Linked DNA regions of Sus scrofa: all the other regions are linked to region 2. Evidence: chromatin contacts called from public Hi-C and HiChIP or PLAC-seq data. All regions are on one chromosome and are shown on one strand. Each heading gives the region's core, a stretch centred on a gene start, on an enhancer-like site or on the middle of the called end of the contact. The rest is flanking DNA. Distances are from core to core; before and after follow the strand shown.

Region 1 (3,497 bases), core at 291-2,790, 200 kb before region 2:
AGGACTGCCCTTCTGCTGATTTGAATAATCTCGACAGTCCTAGTTTGGCCTTTTAGGGTCAAATACTCTCTTACCAGATGCAAAGGAGGAGCTACTACTCAGAGGTGGTCTTTTCCCACTCCCCACTTCCCTTGAATTATAAAACTGTAGCTAGCCTACCTAATCCTCTGGGCAGAGCCTCCTTGCCTGCCTGCGTGCATCTCTCACAAGTGTTCTCTCTTAAATCTATTTCTTGCCTGTCACTTTCCCTCTCCCTGAATTCCTGATCCTCAGTAAGTCCACACACCAGGAGAGTGATTCTAAATTAAAACTGTGGGTTCAAGTCCCAATCTGGGTTCTGGCTAGGTTCAAGCCATGTGTTGTTAGTTTTACTATTGTCTATAAGACTTGAGATAATTCAGGTAAAGTGCCAGAATGTCACTTCATTTAAACAAATATTTATTGAATACACGTGCCAGGCACGATTCTAGGTCCTGAATATAGTTACAGTAGTAAATAAAACAGATAAAAACAAAACAAAGTCTGCACTCATGGAGCTCAATTATAATAAAGTATGTAGCATATAGAAGTGTTCTGTATTATCCTCATTGCAAAGCACTATCCCAAGACAAGTTTAGTTATCCTAATCTGAATTGTTTCTATAATTTTTACTGGAATGAAAGCATACTATTTCATAGATATTTACAGTAGTAAAAGGTAGGACATAAAAATAATTCAAGATAATTCAGATATTGGAAAGACACCAGAAATTGGGAAGGGGAAATACAAATCTGAAGAACCATCTGCTGATAAAATTTTTGAATGCATTTCCATCCTCTTTTGCCCAGGAAAACCTGAAAGTGCACCAGCACCTGCCTGAAAGCTGGCTAAGGTGTGCTTATAGCCTATTTGCTTAAACTATTTTCAAACATTTGAGGAAGAGCTTGTAAGAGAATAAACATTAGTTTCCGCCTAAGATAAGGCATGCAAACACCAAAGAGATTCTGAAAATGTGTTTTATTAGTTCAAGTGCTTCTACTGTCAACGGGGGCGGGGTTGTTGATTGGGTGTTTAAACGCAGTTCTTTCAACGGAAAATAAAGACCTAATTAAGCGAACTAGAATAGCCAGGCCCCAGGATACTCTGTTGCTAAGGCGACCAGCTCCGCGCCCGCCCTAAAGAGCGGGAACTCGAAATCTCGGTGATCCCGGAGGGTGCCCACCTTCCTTCTGCATACACATTTCGTGTTTTGTTTTGTTGGGGACAGGTAGGGAATACAACTTTCAAGGGGGATGGTAGTTTCACGGCTTCTGTCTTCCGCAGAAGGCGCTATAAAAGCAAGGTCTCCCTTTAACCAGCGGCCCCCCCCTTTCGCACTTCACCGCAGCACAAACGCCCTCCATTTCCTTCCCGGATTGATTTAATTCTGCCCAGAAAGGCCCGACCCTCCCAGCGGAGAGCAGCCCCACCTCCAAATAGCTTCTCGCGATCGTTGCGACGGCCTGAGTTTTGCGTAACTTCCGGTCGCGACCCTTAGCTCCTCAGCGATTGGTCCATTTCCACAGCCTCCTGCGTTACTTCCCGGCCGGTTCCCGGAGCCGCATGTGTGGAGCAGCGTAAAGGCAGGGCTGTAGCTGGACCTCGGTGGCGGTCGGGGTGTACTCTGTCACTTTCTGCCGGACTCCGAGAGTGTGGTAGCCTCCTTTTGGGGTGAGGACCGCGCGGCTGCAGCATGGTAAGCCTCGCAGTCTCCGGGGCGGGCGCTCTGGTTTGGCAGAGGCTAGGCTGGTTCCTCTAGTGCCTGTGGCTGCTGCGGCCTGGGACTGGGAGGCTGGTATGAATATGGAGGGAAGTTGCTTGCTTCCCAGTGTCACAGTATAGGCTACCCTCACCACTCCGGGCATGCCTTGTAGTTCAGAGTGGGTCTCCCACAAGCAAGCCTCCTTGGGGAGTGGGCAGAACAGAATGGGCTATTCTTTACACGCCCCCCACCCCCGTCTGCAAACCTGTGACATGCCGCACAAACATGCCAACCTGTGCTTTCCGGGGTGGGGCAGAGAGTGGGTTCTAGTCTCTCTGGACTTTGGAGGGTAGGTTTCTGCCCATCTCTTTGCTCTGAGAAAAGAGACAGGAAGGTTGGCCCTGAAGCCAGGCAACTTAGGTAACTGGAGTAATGCTTTTTTATTTTAGAAAATCAAGGTTGGGTAGTGAAATTGTTATCGAAACTCGGCTCCTGTCCATTGTTGCTGAATACAAACAGGGAGACAGAGTTTTAGGTGAAGGAGAAAAGAAATAGCTTTATTGCTTTGCTAGGCAAAGGAGGGGAGGTTTACAGCAGGCTAATGCCCTAAAGACTGTGCCCCTTTTTGGGAGGGCATAGGAGCTGGTTTTATAGTTTGGGAGTGAAAAATAGGACCACAGGTAAGGATCAGGGTAGATGCAAGCTTTTGTTGTTTTTCAAAGCTGGTAATCTTTCTGGAATGCAGAATCCTTCATTAACATCTTCCATTTGTTGGGGTTATAGTTTTGGGGAAGAGCTCAAAGGTATTGTTATCTGTATTCCTTGAGGAAGGACTGGGACCCTACTCCAAGTTGTCTCTTGACTGCTCCTCCCTGGCATCTGCATCCACCCCCTTCCCTGATTAGCAGCTGTTTGAACCTACTTTTTGGAACTCAGGAAAGGTCATGGAGGCTGACGCTTATTCCCAAGAACAGGAAATGAGGGACACAGAAAGGCTTATGTGCCCAGGAGCCACCCAGCCCTACTCGGTTTCAAAACTAGAAGTAGAAAGGATGACGAATCTTATTAAACTTCAGCTGTTGTGTTATGGTTTCACTTAATAGTTGGTACGTGAAATGTGTACCCTGCTTGGAACTTTTCCTCACATTTTTCTGTGGCAGGCTCCTGTTTTTCTGGTTCAGCCTGTCAGGGACCTTCTCCTAGCATCCAATTTAAAGTAACCCTTGAGGAGTTCCCATTGTGGCTCAGTGGTAATGAACTGAACTAGTATCCATGAGGACGTGGTTTCGATTCCTGGCCCCGCTTAGTTGGTTAAGGATCTGGCATTGCTGTGGCTGTGGTATAAGCCTGCATCTGCAGCTCCAATTAGACCTCTAGCCTGGGAACTTCCATATGCTGCACATGCGGCCCTAAAAAGCCAAAATAAAATAACCCTTGGGTCACTTGCACATCACTGTTTTTTGTTTTTATTGTCGATTTACCTGAAATCATGTTCTTGATGATTGCTTGCTGAGAATAGGAACTTTGATTTTCTCATTGCTGTATTCCCAGCTTCTGTGACAACATCTGGCACAGAATAAGTGCCAATAAAAGTTTGTTGAGGAGTTCCTGCTGTGGTGTAGCTGGTTAAGGATCCTGCATTGCTGCAGCTGTGGCCTAGGTAACAACTGCAGCTGGGATTCAATTCCTGACCCAGGAACTTCCATATGCAGCAGGTTGGGGGTGGGAGTTTGTTGAGGAAAAGTAGCATACATTTTATTGAACACAGTTGATATTG
Region 2 (3,433 bases), core at 657-3,156:
CAAAACATTTGAGACCCACTGATCTAAAATATGTCAGACTGTATCACTTAATAATCTTCCAATGGCTCCCCACCTCTTTAGGGTAAAAGCCACAAGTCCTTACACTGGCCAATCAGGCTCTACTTTTATCTGTTTCCCTCCATAATCTATCCCTCTACTCTTTCCCTCACTCACTCCCTTCAATCATACTTGTTTGTTTGCTGTTTTTCCAGTAAGCCTGCCACAATCCCTGTAGTAGGAACATTGCACTGGCAGTTCCCTCTACCTGGGAAACGATTTCCCCAGTTTTCCGCATGGTATTTCCCTCATTTCCTTAAAGTCTCTGCTTAAATGTTACCTTCTCAATAGTTTAACATGAACATCTTATTTATGGATTTTTTTTTTTTTAGGGCCACACCGGTGGCATATGGAGGTTCTCAGGCTAGGGACTGTATCAGAGCTGTAGCTGTTGGCCTGTGCCACAGCAACACAGGATCCCTGCCATATCTGCCACCTACACTGCAGCTCACAGCAAAGCCGGATCATTAACCCACTCAGTGAGGTCAGGGACCAAACCTGCATCCTCATGGATCCTAGTCAGATTGTTTCCGCTGAGCCAGGATGGGAACTCCTGAGCATTCTACTTAAAACTGCAACCCTACTGCTACTCTCATTCTCCACAGCACCCTCCAACATGTGCTTGCTTATGTCTGCAAATTTTGTGGTCTTCTGCTCCCCCAACCAGTGTAATATAGGTCCTTAAAGCCTGCCACATAAAATTCAACACGTATTTGCTGAATGAATTTAAGAACTAATTTGACAGTTTGTCAATACTCAAGATATGTCCACGTATTTCCAAAAGAAAGAGGTGTAATCTACAGAGAGAAGGCAAAGCGAGTCAAGATTTTTTTTTTTTGTATGAAAGAAAAAGGACACAGTGATCACAAACCTCAATAGTGAATGTGTTAAGGGCCTGAGAAAAGTTCCTGGGAGAAGTCAGGGTTGGAGAATATTATAAAGAGCGTATTTAAGTGTCTGGCAACGAACTTTGGCCCTGTGCTACTGTTGAACCCCTCCCCAACCCTTCCCTTCTTTATACCCCCCGCCACCCGGCAAACCACAGTCCCAGAGCCCTCCTTGGCCCCTCCACCAGAACACAAGTAGTCCACACCAAGAGACCGAAACATTTCTAAACTTTATAGAAAAAGCAACGAAGACAGTCAACTAGCCAAAAACGAGCCTCTTAATCCCATCTCACTCCAGCCATATCTCCTCTAACGTCTGCAGACTTTAGGATCTCTCCACTGTTCAGTTTCTCAGGGGTTATGACGGGTCTCCCAACACTTTGTTCCACAGGAAGGCAGGTCGGACGGAACGCCCCGGGTAAGGACCTCTGTACAAAGAAAGCACGAAAAGCAGAGCTATGAAGAATCCGTCCACTTGGGAGAGGAACCCGCGGGAATGACGACAAACCGGAGGAACGCAGAGAGGTGCTCACGTACAGCGGTGAGACGGTGAGGTCTCAGTTCTCCTCCGGTTTGTCGGCGGGCGGGCCGCAAGGCTGCAGCATCTTCTCCATCAAGTTGAAGCGGACTCGCGCTTTGCTCTCATTCTCGGCAATGGCGAAGTAGTTGAGAAGGTCGAAGTGGCCCATGTAGGAGCAATAGGAGTCGCGGTGCTGGTTCACCAGCCACTCCCATTTGGTGGTGTCGGCGTGGCCGGTGCCGATGTATTTGGACTGCAGATGCTCTAACTGGCTGTGGATGGTGTAGCGGTCTGTCATCTCGTTGCTTTTTCCTTTGCTCGCAGGTCAGAAGCCGCAGACGAGAAGAAGCCGCTCTAAGGTTTCAAGCCGGAGAGGAGCCACCCGCCGGAACCTCTGTACACGCGCGGCCGCAGGTGGATGGCGTCACAGCGACAAAGCAGCGCGACTCGCGGTCCCCGGCCTCCCAGGCGGAAGTGTATTCTGTCACGGAATTGGAGTTGCCTCGGCAACGCTACCAGTGGGCCTTCCCTATAGAGAGCCCCGCCTCCTTCGCAGAGCGTTGCATGCTGGTCCATCTAGCGGCCCTTTTCTAACAGGAGCTTTGCATGCTGGGACTTGTGGTTTCCGAGGGTTGGTTCGCAGAGACTTCTTGGGACCTCTGTGTGTGGGTTTGAGAGACTGAATGGACTGCGGTGTTTGGGAGGCAGGAAGCATCCTCGGGCGGATGGGGGGCCGAGAGGAAGTGGGAAACAAGTAGTACAAGGCTGTAAGCAACTGGGGAAAGGAGCTCTTTGTGCAATTCCGCTTTCGGAGCTACAGAGGGTACAGTAGCCGTTTCACAACCAGGGGTGGATCACCCTGAAGTCAGGAAACTCAAGGTCTGACCCCAGCCATGTCTCTTACAAGTTGTGTGGAAACTTCTTTCATCGCTTGCGGGGCCGCCGTTTCCCGCCTAGTGACCTAAGTACAGCACCAGTTCCGACACATTCAGGCCCCCACAACAGGCTCCTCCTTTTGAGCTTCTAATTTTGACATCCTCCCAACAAGTTTCACCCCACCTACAGGCCCTCAGCCTCTACTTCTCAAACGTTCCCGTGCTGCTCTCTCCAGTTCTCTGTACGAGCTGTTCCATCTGCGTGGAATGCTTTTGTTCCCCTGGCAAACACTTCTCCCTTTTAAGTCAGCTCGAAAGTATCTCCCTGAAATTGACTTTGGCTACTCCAGACAGATGTAAATTCTTTTCATCCTGTACATCTCTTTGTTATTATCACTTTATATCCAGTTTTTGGTTTAAGAACTTCCCCACACGAATACAAACTACTTGAGAAAAACTACTTTTTTGATGATGTCTTTTTTTTTTTTTGAGGGTGAGACATCTATCTACTTGATCTATTTGTAGCATGAAATCCACAAAGAAAACCCCAAAATGCGAAGTTCAATAAATTCAAATAGTAATATTTTTAAAAATATTAATGAAAAAGAGATGATGTCTTGTATCATATGCTTCTGTTATGCTAGCCACAGAGCCTCGCAGAGATTGTTTCTCAAAAAACATCTGATGAATGGATTAAAAAAACCTGTATGACGGCCAAATAAATTCTTTACTGGGAGAAAGATAACTTTAAAGTATCTTTATTCTGGTATAAAGTTACGGTTAGATAGGACTAGTAAGTTTAGAGCTCTATAGTTAACTATAGTTAATACTGTATCAATACTAAAAATTGTGAGGAGGTGAATATGTTAATTAGTTTGTGGTACCATTTTATTGTGTATATGTATATCAAATCATGTTGCACCTCTTAAATATATATAATTTTTATTAAAAAATTTTAGTGGTAAAACAGTTCCCTCTGGGATCAAATGCCTGTACCAAAAATTGGAAAAAAAAAAAAAAACTTCCCCCTTAAGTGTGAACTTGGTTATAACAAATATTTCATTTCTGAAACATAGAGGTTATTATAAGGCATA
Region 3 (3,766 bases), core at 662-3,161, 180 kb after region 2:
GAACGAAGTATGTAAATAATAAAAATGCACATACAGCAGCACTCATTTCGTCCTACGTATTATTTTGACCCACACCTCAGCCTTGAAACTCTGAGATGTGTTTGCACGTATATTGAAAAAATAGAAAAATAAAGTCAGCCCAAACACTCTCTTGTCAGTATGAACGAATGTAAAACGAAATGTCGTTTTTCTTCACATTAAAAACGACACCAAGAAAATTATATAAAATAAATATACCCTTGGAATTAGAAATCCAGCAACGTCAGCACACTGAGATGGGGTGAGTGGAGGGGCAAATGAAGATTCATCTCTTAAGGGAGAAAAGAAATCCACCCTAACTGGAGGCCAGGTTTGCCTGGCGGGGGTGTGACTCACATTTTTGGATAATCTGAATAAAGGGGATCATGTCAGAGCGAGGCATCCATGCCAGCTGCGGGCTCTCGGCACGCAGTCCGCTCGGGAGCGGAGCCGGGCGCGCCGCCGCAGGCCAGCCGAGCGCCAGCCGGGCTACAGCCGGCGGGGAGGGCGCGCTGGGCGGACGCTGACTGACCGCGCGCGCGGTCAGGTGATCCCGGGCGCCACGTTCCCGGAGCCCTGCCTGCCGTGGCCGCCTGGGTCGGGCCGGGGCCGAACCGGAGTCGAGAGGACCTGGTCTCTCGGAACAAAGTTGCCGGCCCGGCGACGGCGGCGGCGGCGAGGAGGGAGAGCCGAGAGGGAGTGGGAGTGCTGGGCCGGCCGGCCGCCGGGCCGGACCCGCTGGGCCACCTCCTCCTCGGGGCGAGCGAACCCCGGGTGCCTGGACGCGAGCCGGCTCCCAGGGGAAGGCAGCGCGCGCCCGGGCGGCCCGGCTCCCCACCCTCCCTCCTCCGCCTCCTGCGCTCCTCTCCGCGCTCCAACAAAGGGGCAGGCCCGCGGCGGGGGGAGAAGGAGGAGGAGCTGGAGGAGCGAGCGGCTCGCGCACAAAGTTGTGGAGTCGCCTTTCCTCGGAGGAGGGGAGCGGGCAGCCGCCGCCTGCCGCGGGCTTTCTCCCGCCGAGGGGCGAGGAGGAGCCTCCAGCTCCCGAAGCCGATTGGGGAATCACGGGGAACTGTGCCCCCCTTTCTTTTGGGTCATTTCTGCAGACGGAAAACTCTAGTGTTTGGCAAATTTGGTGCCTGCGCTCCCGTTCCAGGTTTGCACTCCGACTGTTTTGTTTTTGTTTTTGGCGGAACTACGGGGCAGGAAGATTGCACAAGTTAGGGGCGTTTTCAGGCGGGTGTCAAAAAAATTTTTTTCCCCCTCTTCGGATCTTGTCTGGTTTTCCACATTTCCTTTTAAAAAAACTTCGAACCACAAAAGCTCCCGCTTGTACACACCCCCGCGATTACTACGCCCCAAGCCCAGCAGAGGAGCCCTTGGCTAGCTCCGGACGTGAAGGCGGCGGCGGCGGCTGGCAGGCGAGGCGGGCCCGCGGGTCCCGGGAGCAGGTAAGCCCATGCATTATTGAGCCTGGGGCCGGTTAATATGACCACAGCCCTAGGGAAATGGGGCATAGGCTGCGAGGAGGATGGACTTTTCTGCGGTTCCTCGGCCCAGGATCAGAGTCCCGAGCTCCTTTTCTAGGCTGAAGAAGAAGTAACCAACTTTGGCGTGCACTTTCCTTGGAACCTCAGTTCAGCTCCCCGTGGCGAGACAGAGAATGCCAGAAACGTGGAGAGAGCTCGGGCGAAGAAGTCCTCGGAATCCGTGTAGTAGCAAACGACCCAAACTCCTCCGACTGGTTCTGGGCTGCCTCTGGACTCCCCCAGCCTTCCTGCTGGCGGGAGTGAGAGGGTCGCGCCTTCCAGTGCGCTGGGCCAGTGATCTCCAAGAGGGGACGTGGCTTCCTAGGAGGGCCTGTCACACACACCCCAGCCCCGGGAAGGCGGGGCCCCAGAGGTGTCCGCAAGGACAGGGTGGGGAAAGGTTCCCAGCCATCGGCCTGGCAGGAAACGTGCTTGGCCTCCGGGCCGTTGCTGCTCCCGAGGGTGGGGCTTTGGAGAGGGGGACGAGGGGCGCTCTGTCGGTGCATAGTCCTGCGCGGTCGCCTCTTCGGGTTTTCAGGATCCGTGGCATCTCTTGCTGCAACTGGTAAGGTAATCAATGGCCCTGTGTGGCTTCGGGTCCGAGGCTCTGGTTACCCCAGAACCATTTAAAAACCAACACTAATGTTATAGGCTGTGCAAGTTTTAGAAGTGTTAAAAGTGAATCTCCCCCCGCCCCCCAACCAAGCCCCAGATTACGACAGGAACTCGTTCCTGGGTTGTTTCAAGGGGAGGCGAAAACGTGCTCGACTTCCAAGAGCTAGGGGACCTGCATTTTGTTTTACACCGAACTGGGCAGGTCGGGTCTAACCTGGGTCTAACTGCCCGGCTCTCTGGGATGCCCCGAAGAGAACCTCCTCTTTACCACCCTCCAGGTCACCTGGTTCACCAGGGCCTCGCGGGTCGGTTCTCCAGGCAACTCCGCTCTGGGAGGGTCAGTTGCCTTGGCCGGCGTGAACCGAGTTCGGGGAGGCCCCGATTCCCGGGGTTCGGGCGGGAGCTCGCGGCCTCTGGGACCCCGGGTAGCAGCCGCATCCATTCCTTTGTAACTTGGAGGGGCCTCAGGAAGTCGGGTGGACCCCTGCGGGCTGGTTGCTCCTGGGCCCGGGGGACGCAGCCTGCTGAGAGCGCCACGAGTCAGGCGAGAGCTGCAGGAATGCGAAGCTCCTGGGTGCTTCGGCTTGCAGGGAACCCGGCTGGCGAGGGCCCTGGTTTCCGCGGAGTCATTCCCCGCCCCCGGGGTTCGCTTTTCTGGAAGCGATGAGACAGCGTTTTACCTCTCCTCCAGGTGTTTACCTAAAATTGATTGCCCCTGTAAACAGCATTAATCACAATAATATTAATCTTCCCTTGGAGCGCTTCCGAGAATGAATGGCAGTTCTTGGCACTGGGCGGTGTCTTTTACCAAGTTTCAGGCGGAGCGGCAAACTCTGCCCTCCCGGGCTTCTCTTTTCACTGTCTCTAGCATTCTTAGGCTTTGGTTCCTAGTGTAAGTGAATGAATAGTTTCTGCCCAAGGACCTACAACGTATTTCCATCATAACTGCACGTCGTTAAACGTATTTGTGTCCTGACACTTTGTAATGTAAAAATTAAAACATGAGTTTTGCCTCTAAGGCCCAGACTTTCAACCCAGGTTTATTGCCACACACTCGTGGTCCACGTGATAGCAAGAAAGAGTTGGTGAATATAGAGTGAGGGCCTTGGTTTCAGGGTGAAAGAGCTGCCTAAACTTGGCAGAACATGATGATGAGGCAACAGAACCTAGAGCAGAGGTAACAATAAATTACAATTGTAAAGGGCTTAAAGCTTGTAAAGCAGCATCCCATTCACTTGTTCACTTTCTCACCTAGCTTGGTGTGGAAGATGGCTTTGCTTCCCCACTAGAGATGTGGAAGGGGAGGGTCCCACAGAGGCACATTGTCAGTGGTGAAACTTTGATCCTCTCCTGACAACCACCAGTGAATTACTGCATATGTTACTGGACTTGGAAACCCCTGCCCATGAGTGGCAACAAGTGGCAGTTGGTGACTGTCATTGTTGAAATGGTCATCTGGGATTCTCCTGCCTTTCCTTTTTTCCTTGTCTTCGGATTTGTCTTCTGCTTTCCTTTCTGCTATATCATTGCAACATTTTTGCCATGTTTAAAGGATTCTGGTTCTCAAGAAGAGAAGATTTGAGATATTATCTTAAGGAGTGGCAAAA

Evidence for each region. Hi-C and Micro-C count contacts between places; a contact is called where the count stands out from the background. HiChIP or PLAC-seq counts read pairs in DNA pulled down with a chosen protein or histone mark.
Region 1: a Hi-C map of liver shows a contact between it and region 2, with 2.1 times the contacts expected there. The contact joins the promoter of LTV1 here to the promoter of SF3B5 in region 2. A contact is called at or near these places in 1 of 5 promoter capture datasets (liver) and 2 of 47 Hi-C or Micro-C datasets (heart right ventricle and liver).
Region 3: an H3K27ac HiChIP or PLAC-seq map of alveolar macrophages shows a contact between it and region 2. The contact joins the promoter of UTRN here to the promoter of SF3B5 in region 2. A contact is called at or near these places in 2 of 5 promoter capture datasets (fetal liver and liver), 8 of 47 Hi-C or Micro-C datasets (alveolar macrophages, brain, embryonic fibroblasts and 5 more) and 2 of 2 datasets of contacts at active chromatin or transcription factors (alveolar macrophages and skeletal muscle).

What each region holds. Positions count from the first base shown.
Region 1 is chr1:21,428,295-21,431,791 of Sscrofa11.1, reverse strand. LTV1 (protein LTV1 homolog) reads left to right here and starts at 1,540. Exons shown (of 11, transcript XM_021087123.1): 1 at 1,540-1,714. The coding sequence starts at 1,712.
Region 2 is chr1:21,229,737-21,233,169 of Sscrofa11.1, reverse strand. It overlaps SF3B5 (splicing factor 3B subunit 5), which reads right to left and starts at 1,906. Exons shown (of 2, transcript XM_003121152.4): 1 at 1,482-1,906; 2 at 1,156-1,372. The coding sequence starts at 1,762. The coding sequence ends at 1,502.
Region 3 is chr1:21,046,072-21,049,837 of Sscrofa11.1, reverse strand. UTRN (utrophin) reads left to right here and starts at 1,911. Exons shown (of 75, transcript XM_021072273.1): 1 at 1,911-2,109.